Linked DNA regions of Gossypium hirsutum: region 1 is linked to region 2. The links are chromatin contacts, called in public Hi-C maps. All regions are on one chromosome and are shown on one strand. Each heading gives the region's core, a stretch centred on a gene start, on an enhancer-like site or on the middle of the called end of the contact. The rest is flanking DNA. Distances are from core to core; before and after follow the strand shown. Region 1 holds the start of LOC107925442 (transcription factor TCP8). Region 2 holds the start of LOC107925462 (CASP-like protein 5C1).

What was found. A called contact is a pair of places that touch in the nucleus more often than the background predicts.
Region 1: a contact with region 2 is called in a Hi-C map of leaf, with 2.0 times the contacts expected there. The contact joins the promoter of LOC107925442 here to the promoter of LOC107925462 in region 2. A contact is called at or near these places in 6 of 34 Hi-C or Micro-C datasets (callus and leaf).

What each region holds. Positions count from the first base shown.
Region 1 is chrA01:110,843,725-110,847,389 of Gossypium_hirsutum_v2.1, reverse strand. It overlaps LOC107925442 (transcription factor TCP8), which reads right to left and starts at 2,224. Exons shown (of 2, transcript XM_041113300.1): 1 at 1-2,224. The coding sequence starts at 1,109.
Region 2 is chrA01:110,627,324-110,630,693 of Gossypium_hirsutum_v2.1, reverse strand. It overlaps LOC107925462 (CASP-like protein 5C1), which reads left to right and starts at 1,933. Exons shown (of 4, transcript XM_016856159.2): 1 at 1,933-2,187. It overlaps LOC107925461 (RING-H2 finger protein ATL65), which reads left to right. Exons shown (of 1, transcript XM_016856158.2): 1 at 1-2,365. The coding sequence starts at 358. The coding sequence ends at 1,551.

The sequences.
Region 1 (3,665 bases), core at 975-3,474, 220 kb before region 2:
TCTTGTTGTGGTTTAGACAATTGAGTTAAACCACTTTTGAAAGCCTTAATAGGGGATCCATCGCCGCCACCACTACCACTTTCACCTTGTTGCTGATCATCATCCTTAAACAAATCCTCCCTAAAACGTTTCCTCATATAATTCTCACTTAAATTCCCACCATCTCCACCTCCACCTCCGGGTAAAGCTTCAGCTATTTGATCTGCGGTTAAAAGATGCTGCTGCTGAAACCCCAACAAAGCGCTATGAGCAAACCCTTCTTCATAAGGGTGATGGTGATGATGATGGGAAGCCAAAGCTAAAGCACCATGGAACGCGTGTGGAGCAGATTTTGAAGGCGGAGCAGAAAGCGTGGATCCACTACTTCTTAAAGAAATATTAAGAGTTGAAAAATTGGCTGGTATAGTACCAGTCCCAGTGGCTGCTATTATTGCTGGTTCAGCTTGTTGTAAAAGCCATTCAATCGTTTCCCCGTCAGATTTATGACCTAATTCTCTAGTCAATTGGAAAACCCTAGCCGCACAAGTAGCTGGCATTCTGATACGGCGGCCTCGACCATCGACTTTGGTGTGTCGGTCCTTGGTGGAGCGTTTCACTGGCGGGTTAGCTGTAGTCGTCGTCGTCGTCGTCGATGCTGGTGTCGTCGTAGATGAAAGTGGCAAGTCCGTTTGATTCTTGGAATCGATGTTATGAGAAGTAGATCTGGTAGCAATAGCGAGAGAGGCGTCAACGAGTTGAGGTGGGTTCGTTGCAGTCGTAGAAGCTGAAGAAGAGGAGGAGGAGGAAGAAGATGAAGACGGGAGAGGCGGCGTTGTGGTGGTGGTAGTTGTGGAAGAAGCAGGATGAAGAAGAAGATGAAAAGGGTGGTGGGGATGGAGGTGAGAAATGGAGCCCATATTAAAAGGGTTACCCGAAGAAGGACCTGAAGATCTGGTGCCATCAAAAGGGACCACAAGCTGGGGAGAAGCCGACTGTTTTTGGTGTTGCAGATGGTGCTGCTGGAGAGACTGATGGTGGGGTTCTGCAGAATTGTTGTTGTTATTGTTGCTGCTGCTGCTGCTGTTGTTGTTTTTGGTTTGATTATTGCTTTGCAAATCTGTAAGTTCCATTTGGTGGGGTTTCCAGGTTTTTGAAAGGGGTGATTTTTATTTTTATACTAACCCCCCAAGCTTTCAAACTTGATCCATCATCAACCCCATCTTTTTCTCTTCTTCTTCTTCTCTCCAACTCATCTCTTATATTTTCTCGAGAAAAAAAAAAGTTAAACAACCTCTTTTTTTTTCTCTTCTCAGTTCTTTGCAGAGTGTGGAACTATGTAGGACTATGAGTTTGTGGGGTTCAATTGCTTTCTGATTGACTGCTGTGTTTGGGCGAGTTAAGAGCTAGGTAGCTAGGCAGGCTGGGCTAAGGCTAGTGACTGGCTAACCTAACCCAGGTGGGGGACCTAAGTTCTATGTGGGAACATGGAGTGAAAGGGGGGGGGGAGGGGCCAAAATATGTAGCCATATAACAGAAGTCCACTCGTGGGGTCTCGTAAAGGAGTGTTATAAATCTGCCTTTTTATTCTTTACCAACAAAAAATACTTACACACACACACACCCCCCCAAGCTATCTTCTCCCTTCTTCACTTAAACTCCCATTCTACCCTTGTGTTGTTTGAACAAAACAGTCCACAAAGTGGACAACATTGTCTTTTTCTGTTTCAATCAGTTGTTTCAGACAGAAATTGATGTCCCCAGATCATTGTCTGAATATACTTGTAAAAACTTTTAACCCTAATCTCTCTCTTCTCTTTATATGTACTTAACCGTCGACAAACAAAATATCTGTAATTTTCACCACCTACTGCTGATGATGTGCAGTAAAAAGGTTGAGGACAAGAATAGCCCTTCGCCTGTCTGGCTTTGGTTTTTGAAATCCTGACGTTAAATTTTTACTGATTTCCAATTAAGGTTTACAAATTACAGGAGCTGGGATTAGTTGTTATGGAAAGGACAAAAGTTGAAAAGAGAAAAAAAAAAAAAAAACTAGTCTTAAATTAAATTCATTGTGATGTGTAAATATATATATAATCGTGTAATTGAATGCAGTTGGTCCACGCCAGGGCATGCAGTCAGCGCAGGTAAACATCAGATAAAGCATCTAATGCAGTCGGACAGCTCATCCCAACCCAACCCCACATTCCTTTTTTTTTTAATTATATAAATAATATCTTTTCTTTTGGGATTTGGATTGCTGTCAATATGGGCACCCCTTCTTTTAATAAGGTGGCCACTTATTTTTTTTTTGGTTTAAAATGACCAAATTGCCTTTTACATTCTAGAAAGATGCCAAGTGCCTCCCAACATAAATAAGTAACCACTACTGCTTTTATTTTACACACATGGGAATACATATAAGGCTTATTAAATGGATAATCACACACACAGACAGACACTAAATGGGAAATAAATAGAGATAATCATATATACATATTTCAACATGTGCAAATGGTAATGGCTTATAACCCTTAGGGAGGTCTTTTCAATTCATCCACAACATTGCAGCACATTTGGCTTTTATATTTGCTGTTGTAGCATGCGGGAATAAAATCCATGAAAAAGGCTGCAATATGAAATACATTTATATATGTCTGTCACTGCTCATTCATTTCTGATATGTTAGTAAAAAAATGGATGCATGTTATTGGACACTAATGTGGTTGTGCATGAATCATGGTGCTAACTGGTTTTCACTCCCTAAAATTAAAACCTTTACTTCCATTATTTTTAAGGTGTCTTCTTTCACTATGCCTACTTGGAAGAATTTATTAGCATCATGTTTTGTCTTTGCTAAACTACAGTCTGTCTACTCATATCATTAGCCAAATTTCTAAAAACCATCTTAGAGCTGTAACTGTTCAATTTTTTTATGTTATAAACAGGTCGTTGTTCACATTTTAGGATGATAGATGAAATAATATTTTAAGACTCTTTTAAAAAAATTTATAAAATGAAATACAATAAAAGTTGGGGCTTAAGAGATGAAACATTTATAGTGAAAAATTAATGAAACATTTATGGTGAAAAATTGAAAGCCTAAGTATTTAATTAATTTATTTTAATTTGAACTCTTTTTTTTTCACTTTAAAAGTTGATTTCTTTTTTATTTTTGGGTCTCTTTCATCCCTAAATCTTAAGCGGCTATACTCTCAAACAACCCCAGAACCGGACTTGATTAAAAGCCATTCGAATAAAATTTTACTGTTAGTATAATATATAGGATTAATATTTAATACACTTACTTATATATTGTTAAGAAAATTGACGAAAAGAGTAGTAAGGATTTGAGAGTTTACATAAAATTGTTAATTTAAATTTTATTTATTTATTTTTAAAATTAATAATTTAATTTAATTCCAACAGATTATAATTTTATTACTTGACCCCAAATCATATAAAAACTCTTATTATAAATTATAATCTCCTAACATTAACCAGCCAGCAAATACCCACATGGACCCACTTTTCTGTACAAAAAAATTATATCTAATCTAACTCATAATTAATTCCACTAATAACCATACAATGATACAAATCCATCCCACATCTTCATCCCTATCCATCTTTTTTTTTTATTTTTTTATTTTTTTGAAATAATCTTCACCAATATTTTAAAATATTAA
Region 2 (3,370 bases), core at 684-3,183:
ACTTAAACTTATGCTACAGAAGCCAAATGAAACCAATAATCACAAACCACGCAAGTACCTGGTGACCCTGTTTTTGAAGAGATTATTACGTGTCAAGTAGATAAAACATGGACAACCCAGTTGCAATATGTGTTCATCCGCAGACAATAAAACATCCTCATAGCCTTAAATTCACCAATGTTGGGTCTACCCGCCATCCCCCCACGACAAATCGTTGGGTGAGACCAGACAAAACAGTCAACCCTCAAAATTAAACCTTTCTAACACTTCACTTGCCCAGAACTTAACGCAAACTCTGAAAGTGGAAACAAATCACCCACCACCACCACCCTCTACGAAACACCTCCATCGCCGATCATGGGGTTCACCTCCTGGGCCCCATCTCCATCTCCATATCTGACCCCCTCCCCTTCTCCCTTGTCATCATCATCACCGCCATCGTCGTCGTCATCATCATCTTCGTTGTCGCCGCCTTCAAAGCTTCCAGTTGACTTCAGCCCACCGTTGATCGCAATGGTGGTAGTAGTTGCTGCAGCATTTTTAGTCGTTACCTATTCGCGTCTCATCTCAAAACGGCTCGTCCCTCTAATTCTCCGTCTACTGAGCTTCTTCCGCCGCCGCCGCCGCCGTCGTCGCTTCCTTCCATCCACCACGACCGACCTTGACTCTCTTCCACCTTCTGATCCCTTCGATCTCCCTCTTTCCCCTTACGGTCTTGATGACTCTGCCATCAAAACCCTGCCGCTTTCCCTCTATACTTCAAAAAATAGACCCAACAACAGCCCCAAAGACTGTGCCGTATGTCTATTGGAGTTCGAAGACAATGAATACGTTCGAACACTCCCAGTTTGCTCGCATGCCTTCCACGTGGATTGCATTGACGTTTGGTTGAAATCACACGCTAATTGCCCACTGTGTAGAGCTGGAATTTTCGCTGCAGAATCTCCTTTTACTCCGTTAATGGCAGCCAGAATCCGTCCGAGCCTCGACGACCCCGTTTTTGAGAACAACACATTGGAGTCCCTAACCGAAACTCCTCTGCAATCTTTTCCAAATAACACTATAACGGAAATAACCGAAGAACCGTCACCCAGAAGAAGGAACGGGAATAGCAATTGCGAGGAGAGGTTTAATTTTGTTCTAAAAAGGTCATATTCATTTGGGTTCGAGAGGAGTTTAGCCGCAGAGAGGATGATAACCGAGCCGAACACAGCGTCGCCTTGGAGGTACAGGAGAGGAGGGAATGGATTTTGGAGCAGAAGGACGTCTCCGTTTGGGTCGTTAATGATGAAACCCAGGGTTTTCTCGTTTAGGTACTACAGAGGGATCAAAGCTTCGCCATTTTTTCGTCGGAGAGGGTTTTTTCCATTGTCGGAATCAAGTGTTAGATTTACCGCCGGCGGCGGAGGCTCGTCGAGAAGAAGTAAGTCGATGGCGAGTCCGATGTTTTTAAGATCAGCAGCTTCAAGTGTGGCGGCTTTCTCGTCGAGTCGGCTCAGATGCGGGGATCCAGAGGCGCTGCTATCACCGGAGAGGTTTAACAGAAGATAAAAAAAAAAGAAGTTAATTGTTCCAAGAAAAACCCAGAGGACACGTGGAAGGCCGGATAGAGAAGAGGAGAGAAGGGTAGAGAAGGGACGGTTGGAGATTGGTGTTGGGGGGAGGGGTCGAATTAATGGGGAAGAAAGAGTTAATGGAGGAGAAGGGGGGGGTTGTGGCAAAGCAAGTGAGCGTCGAAAAAGGGGCGGGGGGGCATTAATGAAAGGTGGGGAGTGACAATTAATGAGAAAATTGACTAGAGATAGATATGACACGTCACGGTTTTTGAGCTTTTCTTACGCTTGACTTGAGCCTGCCAGCCTAATAACATTGAAGAAGAAGAACAGGGGGAGGAAGAAAATAAGAAAAAAGAAAAAGGAAAAGGAAGAAGCGTCATTAAATGCAGGGCAGGCAGAGACGTTGGGGAGTTTGGTGTTAAACTGAACTGAAGGTTGTTTATATTTGTATTTGGGTTGGGTTCCAAACTAACATTTTGGTTGATTGAGTTTGGGTTGGATTTGGTACTTACCACCCACATCATCTGCTTTGTTTTGGCATGTGGGCATGGACCGCTACCATCTGCTCTTATTATTTATAGTTGACTAAGCAAACGCCATGCCATGAACTGAAAGAAGCACAACGGGCAGTGTGAGTGAGATCTATATAATATTCCTTTCTGTTGCTCATTTTATGCAGTACTAGTCTCTAAATGAGGCGTCAAGACTTCATTTTGTTTCTTCGGTTCGGTTCTCTCTTTCTCTCCTGTGAATTCAATGGAGAATTAGAGACATTAATTTTGGATATCATAGCTACACATTCCCCTTCCCCTTTTACTGTGCCATTGTTGCATTTCAACTAACAATAAATATATATATATATATATAATACATACCATGCTTTATTGTTATTTACATAGTTTTTTGAAGGTCTAAATTACCCTTCTCTTATTCACATCAATAAAATTTGAGAAAATAAAAAGATACAGTGACAGATGAGCTACTCAGAAACAAATCATATGCAGTTGATATGATCAGCTGTACCCTGTAATGCTTTCATCCTCGTTTATCTAGTTATAAGCTATTTGTTAGTATTTGGGTATATTACATCAACATCCTTCAACTTTTTTCTTGTTCACACTCCACTGCAATAGCTTATCAATACCCTACAAACCACTCCTAATGGATCTAACACTATTACCACCAAGAGCTGAACATTATCAACAAATTACTTTTTAAGGTCGTTTGATATATACTATTAGATGCCGCAATTCATCATCTTCAATGCATTGGTTGAAGATATTAGGGTTCCTCAATGATTGAAAATTTTTTAGTGTAATTAATGGTAAAATTAAAGGGGTTTTTGTGTGATTTACCCATTAGGAGTTGACTATTGAAAGTGATAGCACCTAGATCAGAAGACAGATGCCGGCAAGAGATAACGCTAATAAATGAATTTTGGATGCTTCCTGCTTTAAATTCCTGCATTTATCCACTCACTTATTCAGAAATTTTTAATGAGTGAGAACTGAGAAGAATTGAGTATCTTAAAGAAAAAAAAAAGGGGGGGGGGAGGGCCTTAGTGGTATGCCATATGTAAAAAATAATAATATGCTATCTATCTGCCTGTTAATGTACAATGTAAAAAAAATTATAAGCTATGTTATTGGAATTTGGGTAAATGCTGGTACTTGGAATAGTACAAGGGTTTAAAAGATATGAACTGATCCACTCATGTAATCAACCAAGGGATGTTTGCCATCAACAACATAAGAGAAGGGGATGTTGAAGGCCAACCTTAACCCTGATTTTTCCTTAATGGGGGCGGCAAATGA